2 separate regions of the Oryctolagus cuniculus genome follow, and region 1 is linked to region 2. The links are chromatin contacts, called in public Micro-C maps. All regions are on one chromosome and are shown on one strand. The core of a region is the stretch at or near the end of the contact, and the rest is flanking DNA. Distances in the headings are between cores, read along the strand shown. Region 1 holds the start of HSD17B4 (hydroxysteroid 17-beta dehydrogenase 4). Region 2 holds the start of DMXL1 (Dmx like 1).

What was found. Hi-C and Micro-C count contacts between places; a contact is called where the count stands out from the background.
Region 1: a contact with region 2 is called in a Micro-C map of ear pinna, with 5 times the contacts expected there. The contact joins the promoter of HSD17B4 here to the promoter of DMXL1 in region 2. A contact is called at or near these places in 2 of 6 Hi-C or Micro-C datasets (ear pinna and skin fibroblasts).

What each region holds. Positions count from the first base shown.
Region 1 is chr6:9,335,397-9,341,401 of mOryCun1.1, forward strand. HSD17B4 (hydroxysteroid 17-beta dehydrogenase 4) reads left to right here and starts at 3,972. Exons shown (of 24, transcript XM_008254935.4): 1 at 3,972-4,129. The coding sequence starts at 4,072.
Region 2 is chr6:9,001,397-9,007,804 of mOryCun1.1, forward strand. It overlaps DMXL1 (Dmx like 1), which reads left to right and starts at 4,441. Exons shown (of 43, transcript XM_070076031.1): 1 at 4,441-4,887. The coding sequence starts at 4,801. It also overlaps LOC108176450.

The sequences.
Region 1 (6,005 bases), core at 2,722-5,221, 330 kb after region 2:
TGGCCGGTGCCGAGGCTCACTAGGCTAATCCTCCGCCTGCGGTGCCGGCACACTGGGTTCTAGTCCCGGTTGGGGCTCCGGATTCTGTCCCGGTTGTTCCTCTTCCTGTCCAGCTCTCTGCTGTGGCCCGGGAGTGCAGTGGAGGATGGCCCAGGTGCTTGGGCCCTGCACCCATGTGGGAGACCAGGAGAAGCACCTGGCTTCTGGATTCAGTTAGCGCTATGCGCTGGCCGCAGTGGCCATTTGGGGGTGAACCAATGGAAAAAAAGAAGATCTTTCTCTCTGTCTCTCTTTCTCACTGTCCACTCTGTCAAAGAAAAAAAAAAAAAAAAAAAAGAGAGAGAGAGATTGAACCTTACTTGCATTAGCCTCACATAGATCAATGGATTCTGAAATAAGATATAAGATTCCAGAGTCAAAGGCAAATGATATAATTGCTCACAGCACAGCCGGCTCCATGAACTTTATGTTTGCCTGGGTTTTCTTTTCCCTGCCATGTTCCATGACAAAGAGGCAGAGGGACCTAGGTGGACACTGGTTAGCCAGTGATTTTGTGCTGTATCTGAAGACACCATAGCTTAGGACACTTTTATAAGAACTTGCCTGGGGCAGTTATTTGGTACACGGGTTAAGATGCATGCATCTCATATCAGTGTAACTGGGTTTGAGTGCCAGTTCTATTCCAGCTTCCTGACAATGCTCACCCTGGGAGGCAGCAGATAATGGCTCAGGGACTTGGGTTCCTGCCACCCACTTGGGAGACCAGATTGAGTTCCCAGCTCTCAGCTTCACTCTGTAGACATTCGAGGAGTAAATCAACAAGTGGAAGATCTCTGTCGCTATCTTTCAAATAGAATAAAAATAAATAAATAAAACTTTATAAAAAGGGACCTGCCTGACCTTAGTTCTAGAGGGAGAGGTTACATTTATTGTCCAAACATGAACTTTGCACTGTGAGAAAACATTGTCTCTATCTCTTAATGCATTATCTATTTATTTATGTAACCATTCTTGGACAGATAGTCTGGGATAAAAGGGCAGTTGGTGGCTCTTGTCACCTGATGAGCAGAAGCATCAGAGGTGTGTGGAGAATTCTCTGAACAGGATTCATCCAGTCATGTATGAACTATTCACATGATTTTTTCTGTATGTTCCAGATATAATTTCCTTTATGTCAGAAACTGGTTAATTCAGGAGGATTTTAAAAATTCAGATTTGTTTGAGAGGCAGAAAGGATGAGAGGGAGGGAGGAAGAAAGGCAGAAGGGGATTCCATCTACCAACCACTGGTTCACTCCCCAGAATGTCCACCACTGGCCCCTTGTTGGGGTCAAAGTTGGGAGCCAGAAATCCCGCCCAGATCTCCCTTGTGAGTGGCAGGAACTCAATTGCTTGAGCTATCGGCACTGCCCCCCAGAGTGTGCATTAGCAGGAAGCTGGAGTCTTGAGTGTAGCCAGGTGCTCTGATATGGGACCCAGGTATCCCAACTGGTGTCTTAACTGCCAGATCAGATACCTGCCCCATCTTAGGAACACTTTTGATGAAAACAATCAACCAGATTCCTCTGTGCCCAGATGAAAGCTGTTAATAGCACAAGGTGTCATTGGCAGATGCTAGGTCACTGGGACAAGGCTGGAGGAAGTGTAAAGCTTAGCATCTATTTAAAACCAAAACCATGGCTGCAGCCTGGATGAACATAAGGTAATGCTTTGGAAATGCTGCGTCACTCAGATTTCTTATTTACAGTAAAGAAAAACTGACTCTGGCTGATTCAAGTAGGGTAGGATATAGGGAAGCTGATGCTATGAGTAGGTGGAATCAAGAGTGAGGTTTACAGCTCTGTAGCCAGGAACTATGCCAAATCACGCCATGGAGCTGGTCTGATGAGAGACCACTATGCTTGCAGCAGGATCTGAGTGCTGCCACTGGCACCTCTGGGAAGACGGACTCTGAAGCCTGCCCACCCCTCCCAGAGCAGACGCCATCGTCACTCCCACAACCTCTCACCAACGTGGATTCCTGTCATCCTCGCCTTCACTAACCTGTTCCCAGCTCAAAGCCTGGGGCAGAAGTGTCGGATAGGCAGGACTTCAGTCCTGTGACGCCAGGTGGCAGCCGAGGCTGGGAAGATGACTACCTGCGTTTTCAGGTTTTTAGGTGACAAACAGGCAGCAGATTGTCTAATAAGAGGAAGTTGGCTTAATGACTGGCAGCAAGAAAGACTGTGGTTTCACTGTAACACTCCTTCATGCTCTCCCAGGTTTTCATATGCCATTTAGACTAAGCCAAACACTGTTACAGCAGGTTAAGCTGCTGCGTGCAGGGCTGGCATCCCATATGGGCACCTGTTCAGTCCTGGCTCCTCCACTTCTGATCCAGCTCCTTGCTAGTGCACCTGGGAAAGAAGCGGAAGATGGCCCAAGTGCTTGGAGCCCTATACCCAAATGGAAGACCTGGAAGAAACTCCTGGCTCCTGGCTTTGCCCTGGCCCAGTCCTGATTCTGTGGCCATCTGGGGAGTAAACCAGCAGATGCAAGATTTCTTTCTGTTTCTAGCTCTCTCTCTCTAATTCTGCCTTTCAAATAAATTAATCCTTAAAAACAACAGACTAAGCCATAAAGCCTAGTGTCTCCCTTAGAAGAAGCAACCCCTTAGAAGAAAAGTTGGAGTGGACAGAACACATTTAGGGGGAGTTCTACAGGAAAGATAAATAGAATCCTTACTGGGCAAAGGGTGGAGAACGAGGGAGGATGGACAACAGGGGGCGTGATCTGCCGCCTCAAAACCCAGCAAGGCGGCTGCTCACCCCTTACCTCAGAGGCGTCTTTTCCTTCGTCCCCTCCCTCATTCCTCCTTTCTTTTCAATCCGGGCTCTTAACTGGCTTTATCTTTCATTTCTAGTTTCAGGCAACACTGCATTCCCTGCAACAGAGCCAGTGTTCTGATGGTCAGAGCCATGGAGGCCAAGGAGGCCTTTTGCAGATCTTTTACAGGTTGTTCCCCATACTGGGGCAGAGTGGGCTTCTCCATGGTGCGCCTGTGCTCCGAGCACATAAAATGCAAAGCTCTGAGCAGCTGGCTGCGCCTGCTTCCTTCTGGGGCTTCACCCTCTCGCTCCTCCACCCGGCCTGGGACGGAGGCCCCCATCCTCAGGTCCCTCTGCTGCGCCGCCTTCTCCGCAGGGAGAGGGTTCTCTTCCGGCACCGTTTCTCTCTCTCTCTCTCTCTCTCTCTCTCTCTCTCTCCCTCCCTCTCCCTCTCTCTCTCTCTCTCTCTCTCTCTCTCACACACACACACACACACTCGCCCAAGTGCTCTCTTGCGGCTCGGTGACTGAAACCTGACCACCTTACTTTGGATAGCTCTGGAAGACCTTCCGGAAAACTTGTGCCTCAAACCCAGGAAATGCTCCGAGATTCGTAATGAACGAACGAATGAATGAATGCTGCTCCGAAATTCGTAATGAATTCGTAATGAACGAATGAATGAATGCATGAATGCTGCCCTCAGCGCACACGTGCACAACTCGTTCCCGAGCAACACTGAAATGTTTCTGTCCCTGGAGTTTCTACTCCGGCAGGTCAGAGGTGGGGGTTCAGGACTTAGCATTTTGACATTTCCTGGGTGACTTTAATGCACAGAACCCAGGAACTGCATCCTGGGGACGCGACACCGTCTCTCGGGGTCACTTTCCTGGCTTAGAGGCTGTATCTGAACGCTTTTTCTCTAGGCCAGTGCCTAAAGCCAGAAAGCGTTTGTTGAGTGAATGACCGCTCGACAGATGAATGGTGCACACAGGGTGCCAAGGCAGCCATCTTGGCACGCAGGTCCCAGCCGCTCTCCAGAAATGGCCTCTTCCAGTTAAACCAGGTTCTCCCCGCGCGTGGAGGCCGCTGGACTACGTTTCCCAGGAGCCACGGGGCGCCCCGCGCAGGCGCACTGCGAAACCACGGCGCCGGTCTTCCCCGGAACTGGCCGGCCCCGCCCCCTCTCCCGCCCCCGCCACGCCCCCTGTCCCGCAGTCCGAGCCCGGACGCGGTTCCTGGCTGTGTGTCGGTGCCAGGCCGGACTCATGGCTTCGCAGCTGAGGTTCGACGGCCGGGTGGTGCTGGTCACCGGCGCCGGGGGAGGTGAGCACGCGAAGGCCGGGGGGCGGCGAGCCTCGCTCGGGCGCGGCGGCCGCGGGGGCGCGGGCCTGGGGTGGGCGCGCAGCCGCGGCTGCGGTCCAGCGCTGCGTGGGGGCCGGCGCGGCGAGCCGGGGGCTGCACCGGGCGGTGGCGGGGCAACGGCTGTTCCTGGGGCTCTGAGGAGGCGGCCGAGGGCCTGCCCGGCCTAGCGTGGGGACAGAACCCCCCGGCCGGGCGGGCAGGTGCAGCGTCCCCGCGACCCGGTGCAGCCTGAGCGGGGAGGCAGGGGCAGGGGCAGGTTGGTGCTGACGGCGCTTGCCGGTAAACTCCGCGGGTTCCCGGGGCTGGGGCTCAGGGGGTCCCCGAGCAGGCAGGCCTTGGTGTCTGTTTCGTGAAGTGACCCAGAGACCGCCCGCCCGCCCTCGTCGGAGTTTGTGCAAAGTCCACGGGCGTCTTGGCGGAGCCGGGAGCTCTGCTGCGGCCAGGGGTCAGGCCGGCCGGTGCGCGGGGCCGAGGTGGGCGAGGGGTGGGGGCCGTGACGAGCCGTGGAGAGTTTCTGACGCCGGCCAGCGGGCGGGGATACACCTCCCCGCGTTTCAGGAGAGGCGCTGTGCAGGGCCGATGTGTGCAGTAACCCCGTTTTTGAAGGGCAGAGTGAAAGCCAGGGGTCATCCGCAGGTGGCGGCTCTGCGGCGAGGGTTTCACTCGGCCATGCACCAGCGACCTCTGTGCGGGGGCCTTGTCACCCTCTCTGGGCCCTTCACGGGTCGCGCCCCATGACAGCGACGTCTGCACGGATGAAATGGATGTCTGCCCTGCCTCTCACAGAATGCTTTTAGGATCACTGGGTGGCCAAGGATTTTATTCCCACGGCCGGCTTCACTCAGAACTGGTGCATTTTTGGGAAGTGTAAGCATTTGGTTGACTTTTGATGGGAGTATCTGATGCGCGTGGTGTTTTAAACTTCTGTCATCGACTCACAGATGCAGTCCGTGTGCATCCTGCAACGTGAGCGAGTACTCACACGTCGTTTATATTTGAAGCAAGTTCATGACACGGTGCATAGTACACGCAGTGCACTCCGAAATTTTCTGTATTCCATTGTTTTATATGGAAACTGCTGATGGCATCCCCCCAGGTTGATTTTCCGGGGTGTTCATGTGTTATGACTAGGCAGTTATGAAAATTAGCACCTCCTGTTCATCAACTGGCTATCTCCATTTAGAGTGGATCAATTTCTTTTTTTTTTTTTTTTTTTTTATTTTTTTTTTATTTTTTGACAGGCAGAGGGGACAGGGAGAGAGAGACAGAGAGAGAAAGGTCTTCCTTTGCCGTTGGATCACCCTCCAATGGCCGCCGCTGCAGCCGGCGCACCGCGCTGATCCGATGGCAGGAGCCAGGATCCAGGTGCTTTTCCTGGTCTCCCATGGGGTGCAGGGCCCAAGCACCTGGGCCATCCTCCACTGCACTCCCTGGCCACAGCAGAGAGCTGGCCTGGAAGAGGGGCAACCGGGACAGAATCCGGCGCCCCAACCGGGACTAGAACCCGGTGTGCCGGCGCCGCAAGGTGGAGGATTAGCCTATTGAGCCACGGCGCCGGCTAATTTCTAAAGTAAATTATTTGTGATACCTTCCAGTTTTGGAACACTTTCTATTTTAGTTTCTTTTTGGAAGAGTATAATAACATGCATTTCAGTTTATTTGTGTGCTTATGTATCAGCTAGCTTATATCTGTTTACCAATTAAGTTTATCAATTGATTAATGAACTTACTAGAAATGTGCTTGTTACAGAAATTTAAACCTTGTGAAAATAAGCCTCTACCCCTGATTCTAGCCACACAGGTGTTTTCCCCAATGTTATATATATATATTCTGTCT
Region 2 (6,408 bases), core at 3,191-5,690:
GGGAGGAGGCAATGAATAAAAAATTTCAGGAAATCAGATCTCGAGGAAAAGAAATGATTACTTTTCCTGTGCTGACTACTCATATGCCCTTTTTCACTTTTAAGAATCTCAAGAGTGTGGCTTTATGGCTTTTATAACTAATTATTAATTATTTTGGCAGAGTGTGTGTGAGCTCCCATCTGCTGGTTCACTTCACCAATGTCTCCAACAGCTTCATTCCCCATCCTGCCCCCCAAACACACACACACTTGGGCTGAAGCACAAGAACTTCATCCAGGGCTCTCAAGTGGGTAGCGGGAACTCAATTACTTGAACCATCAATGGTTGCTTCCCAGGGTGCACACTAGCAGGAAGCTGGAATCCATGGAACTCAAACTCCCGCACTCCAATTACGGGATACAGGCACCTCAACCAGAAGCTTAATGACCACGCCAAACACCTGCCCCTGCTTGGTTTTATTTACACGGTCACTACCCAGTGACTTCGATAAAACTACCTCTCCCTTTGAAGACAAACAGGGAGCACAGCGTAATTTCTCTTTGGTCTGCCAGTCCTCAAAACCACTTACCACCTGGGTTTTTTAAGAGATCTTTCTGTTAGTGATAATAGGAAATACACAGAATTTCATTTTTTAAAGACGACTTCCTCTTTTTAAGAGGCATTTTTCCTCCTTGATTTCTTTTTTTTTTTTTTTTTTTTTTTTTTTATTTTTTTTGACAGGCAGAGTGGACAGTGAGAGAGAGACAGAGAGAAAGGTCTTCCTTTGCCGTTGGTTCACCCTCCAATGGCCGCCGCGGCCGGCGCGCTGCGGCCGGCGCACCGCGCTGATCCGATGGCAGGAGCCAGGAGCCAGGTGCTTTTCCTGGTCTCCCATGGGGTGCAGGGCCCAAGCACCTGGGCCATCCTCCACTGCACTCCCTGGCCACAGCAGAGGGCTGGCCTGGAAGAGGGGCAACCGGGACAGAATCCGGTGCCCCGACCGGGACTAGAACCCGGTGTGCCGGCGCCGCTAGGCGGAGGATTAGCCTAGTGAGCCGCGGCGCCGGCCCTCCTCCTTGATTTCTTAGAAACTAAAGGAAAAAAATAAGGTTACAAAGCCTTCAAGCCTTCAAAGCCTGAAAGATACAATTCATTTTCAATTCAGGGATTAATTTGATTCAGTAATTTTCCTGGCTTTCTGTGTCAGCAGTGGCTTTGTGATCTTTGGACACTGAGAGAGCAGCCTGGAGGCAGACAGCACGAGGTTCTAGACCTGCTGGCCGGGCACAGGCAGGGCAGAATGAGACAAATGCACAATTCACCTTTACCCGCTCCAACTTCTTAGCTTACTAATCTTCTCATAAGGTCAGTTCCAGAAAGTTCCTGCTTAAGTCAGGAATGGGTTTAGAACTGAGCAGCTCTGCTACACTAAGGGGATGATCTATGTGAACAGCAGTTTGGAGATGCTAGATGACAATTACAAGACATTGTTTTGGACTAAGCTCTTGCGCAGGCCTGGCCTAAAATAAAAATGGTGTCACTTATACTACAGTTCTAGCCATCAAACTGAAGCTGCTTTTCTGACCTTGTCAGAGATCACAAATAGAGAGATAACAGCCACATTTCCTGAACAGGTCAGTTTCTACTGGCATTATATGAAATTTTCCTCTGCTTCAAGCCTTGCACAAAAGAAGCAACCTGAAGGAAAGCTACTTTGGAAATGACCAATCTGGTTTTTGCTTGTTTCTGCTTTATTGTCACTTTTTGGTCTATAAAACCAACTTCTTTTACTCACTCCATAAGACCATGAAATATAGTGTTTTCTGATTCTAGAATTGAAAATAATATCAGTGATGATCTTTAAATGAACTGCTACAACTTTGTTCTTTTATACAGGCAAAGGGGTTTGCTGTGGCCACCTCTCTGGGACAGCTTTTTCAGAGAATCTTTTATGTGTACATCAGTCAGGTCTTAGTTAATTTTATCCTTGTATTCAACTGTTAGTATCTGTTCTGTGTTATAAGAAGTGCTGTTTATGTACTAAGTTAGGTTGCAATTCCTTACTTAGGGGCTCAGAGTATGGAGGCATCCCCAGGCCAAATTTAGATATTTTATTTCTATAGTTTTGGATCCAGACTAGAATGGCCACAGAAATCTGCAGTGGTCTCAAACACTGCCAAGACATTCGATTTGGACTGAAAGTCCAAAGCTCACTTTACAGAAAAACAAATTGAAGCACAAAGAGATTAAGTAACCTGTCCAAGTGAGTGCCTAGGGTGGGGTTCAAACTCAGTTTCAAAAGTTCATACTCATAGGCTAAAGGAACTTAAAGGAAAATTAACAGATGCACAATTTATAGAAATGATAATTCCAGGGGCTGGCACTGTGGCACAGCGGGTTAACGCCCTGGCCTGAAGCACTGGCATCCCATATGGGCGTCGGTTCTAGTCCCAGCTGCTCCTCTTCTGATCCAGCTCTCTGCTATGGCCTGGGAAAGCAGTACAAGATGGCCCAGGTCTTTGGGCCCCAGCACCCATGTGGGAGACCCGGAGGAAGCTCCTGGCTCCTGGCTTCAGATCGGCACAGCTCCGGCCCTTGAGGCCAACTGCGGAGTGAACCATTGGATGGAAGACCTCTCTCTCTCTCTCCACCTCTCCTCTCTCTGTAACTCTTTCAAATAAATAATTTTTTTTTAAAAGAAAGAATTCCAGACAAAATATTCTTGGTAAGTTAAACTTTCTACTTTTACAAATAAGGAAAACTTGAACATTTTACAAAGTCAGACAACTAGTTAATGCGAGAATCATGAATGGATCTCAGGGGTTGGTATTGTGGGGTAACGGGTTAAGCTGTGTGTGCCAGTTCCAAACTGGTTGCTCTGCTTCCAATCTTGCTCCTTGAAAATGTGCCTGGGAAGGCAGCAGAAGATGGACCAAGTGCCTGGACCCCTGCTATCCACTTGGGAGAGCCAAATGGTGTGTCCCGCTCTGTTGCGGTAATTTGGGAGTGAACTAGCAGATGGAAGATAACTCCCTGTCTCTGTTAAGAGCCTTTCAAATAAATACATAAAACTTAAAAGGGGGAAGTGGGACAGATCTCCTATTTTCCAACTACTAGGTCACTTATTTTTTTGTGCCTCATCGCATGCCCTTCAAAACCAAACACTGAAGTTTCAGCATTTAGCCCGGCAGCTGAGGAACCGGCTAAGATGCTTGCCTCACAGGAGAGTGGCTGGGTTCAACATTGCGCACCTGCTTCTGATCCAGCGTGGCTTTGGCCCCCATCCAGCCCTGGGCACGGCAGCCATTTGGGGAGGGAACCAGTGGATGGGGTGTGTGTGTGTGTGTGTGTGTGTGTGTGCGTGCGCGCGCACCTCTCGCAAACCGGACGGAATAAAGTGCATGAATGTATTAAACTAGGAGTCAGCCACGGAATTTATGTAGGACTCACACAACCACATGAACAATCCTGATTTAAGGTCTAAAATACAAAATTAATCTAAAGTCACTTTAACATGTCAAGTAAGTAAAAGAAATTAAAGAGGTATAACAAAAATTTTAAAACTGTTAAACCTCAAAGTTTTTTTTTTTTTTTTTTAATGTATAAACGGCTCCATCCCTCATGTTTAGGAAGATACTAGGATAAATATCGGAATTCATTTTCTTTTAAGTTCGTCCAAGAACTTTCTTTTTCCCCAAAGTAACTTCTATTACAAGATAAACGTATATGGCAGAAACGGAAAAGCAAAGGGAAACACTTATCGGCATTCCTCTCACCCAGTTTCAGTTTGAAGTCTTTCTGTTTAAGGGTATGCCGCAGAAAACGAACGCAGCAATTAAAGACATAGTCTCTGCTCACCGCCAGTAGGGTCGGAGCACGCCGGGAGCAGGCCGCCTACGCTCCTCGGACCTGCATTACCTCAAAACCCGGGTCCCCACACAGTCCGACTCGGCTGTCAGGAACGCAGGCTTTCAGAACCGCCCGGTCTCGCTAGCAGTGACCGCGCAGCGGGCGGGGACCGCCGCTCCCAGAGTCGCCCGCGGCGCCCTGGCGCGGTGCATGCTGGGACTTGTAGTCCAGGCCGGGCCGAGCAAACTGGGGCTCCGCGTCTAATGCGCTCCTCTGCCGTAAACTTCCCGGCCCAACGGTCAGCTGAAGCCGTCATCTACACCCTCCTGAGATAAACCGCATCTCATTCCAGGTTCACGAGGCTGCCGCTGGGCCCCTTGAACCCAACGCTCAAACGCACTGCGGGCTCCTTCCTAAGCCTCACGGAGATTGGTCTGCGCTCAGCATGGGGCGGAACCCTGGCTGGAATGGCGGTCCGGATTGGCCAGTTTAGGAGTTTTTTTTGGGGGGGGGACGGTTTACTTGCAGAGATGTGCGCTGTGATTAAAAAGTGAGTCCTTTGCCACAGCCGTCCTGCTCGCGGGGGAAATCTCGCGATGTTTCGGCAGCAGGGACCCCGAGCCGCGTCGTGAGCTGCGGAGGACCGTGGCGGCGGCGGGCACCGGCGCCGGGAAGGGACAGGTCGGGCGGGAGGGCGCGCGCGCCGCTGTCCTCGGTCGGGGCCTCGGACCCGGGCCCGGAGGCGGTGTGCGCTCGGCGCGGCTCTCCCGGCCCGAGCTCGGCCCCGGGCGGCCTCGGGGCTGCACCTGGGCCCGCGCGGGCGGTGACAGGTGCGCGCAGCAGCGCGGCGCTCGGCCGGCCCGCCCCCTCCGGGGCTCGGGATGCGCTGCGGGCCCCGGCGGAGCGGCTCGGATCGCTGCCGGAGAGCGGCCGCCGCCCCTGAGGGCGCCGCGGCGGGTCTGAGGCGCCGTCATGAACCTGCACCAGGTGCTGACGGGGGCCGTGAACCCCGGCGACCACTGCTTCTCCGTGGGCAGCGTCGGCGACCAGCGCTTCACGGTGAGTGCGGGAGCGCGGGAGGCGTCCGCGGCCCGGCCGGGCCTGGGACCGCGGGGCCGGGCGCGGCGCTGCGATCGTGGGGGCTCGCCCCGGCCGCGGATCCCCGGCGGCCTTCGCTGAGTAACGGGCTGGGCGGGGGGCGGCTTTGGAGTGTCCCCGCTTCGGGGCCCCCAGAGGTTAGATTTAGGCGTGGCTGGGGCTGGTTTCACGTGTTAAGGTCAAAAGTGGAGTCAAAGCCAAAGCGAGTCCTTGAAAGCCGTTGCTGGCGCTGAGTGAGCGACGTGGGGAAAACGCGGCTTTTTCGTCTAATTTTGTTTTTCTACTTGGGATTCACCGAGGAGTAACTGGAAGGAGAAAGTGTTTTCCGTCGAGAAGTCCCAGCGCCCTTTCCAGTCCCGCAGCCCTGGAACACGGGATTGGTTTTAGATTGTCCAGCTCAGCTGCCCGCCTCTGCCTCGCAGTGGGCATTCCGGGCCGGAGCGTTCCTGGAAGCGACTCGCTGTGTCCTGGCCGCCAACAGATGCCGCAGACCTCGGGCCGCCTCCCGCCCGGCGGAGTTTTATGCCTGCACTACAGTTTTGAGAAGCGCTTCCAACCGGGACCATTGCACCTGACCCCCTTTAAAACATAGTTGATAGTGCCGGGGAATTTGGCTGCAACTTGTGTAGCTGTTTCTTCAACTGCAACTAAAAGTAAAACTCAGTTTCGTTTAAGTAAAACAAAAGAAACAGCTTTCCCAAGTGTAGTCATCTTGGACTTCGAGTGTCACAGTTTTCCTCTCTGCTCTTGGCCTTTTTTTTTTTTTTTTTTTTTTATGGCCCTTGTCAGTCTCAGCTGTAATACTCCGCGTCTAACATGGTGTAGGCATTTAGTGCTGGAATTGGAGAGTTGTGCCAGCCAAGCACTTTGCTCGCAGTGGAGGCTGTCTCTCCCCTGTAGAGGGACTCACAGGCACCAGAGTTTGCAGGCCAGACTAGCAGCTGGTAAGATTCTGCTCCTAAATGTTTGCCTAGCCCTAACAGGCAAATGACTGAGCTCTGTGCCTTGCACAGGGCAACTGTAGCCTCCCTACAGCTGGGAATTGCTCTCAGCTTGTGTAAAGGAGGCAAATAAACAATATTAGGTTTTCCAAGTGGAAAGCTATGGAATATTATTGTTACATTCTCTGTCACCTTCTCAAGTTATGTCTGTGCTGCCTCCAATGTCAGTTCAGAGAACTTGCCTCAGTAAGGCACTCAGAATCTATGTCAGCCAGTGATGTGAACTTCAAAGCATGTATAGTTTGATGGTTTATTTATATGCCTGGGTGCATTCCTCTGTAAAACCTTGGAAAACGTCTCTGTGTTATTTTTAAGGAGAGGTCAGTTAATGTGCCAAGGTTTATATGGTCATCCTACACCATCATGTCGCTTGTTGTTCAGTTCTGTATTTTAAGTCCATTTCCATAGAGCAGGCTTTAATTATCTCCCACCAAGTCTGCTGCAGCTTTCTCATAGTCCTCTGGAAGCATTCCTCTAAACA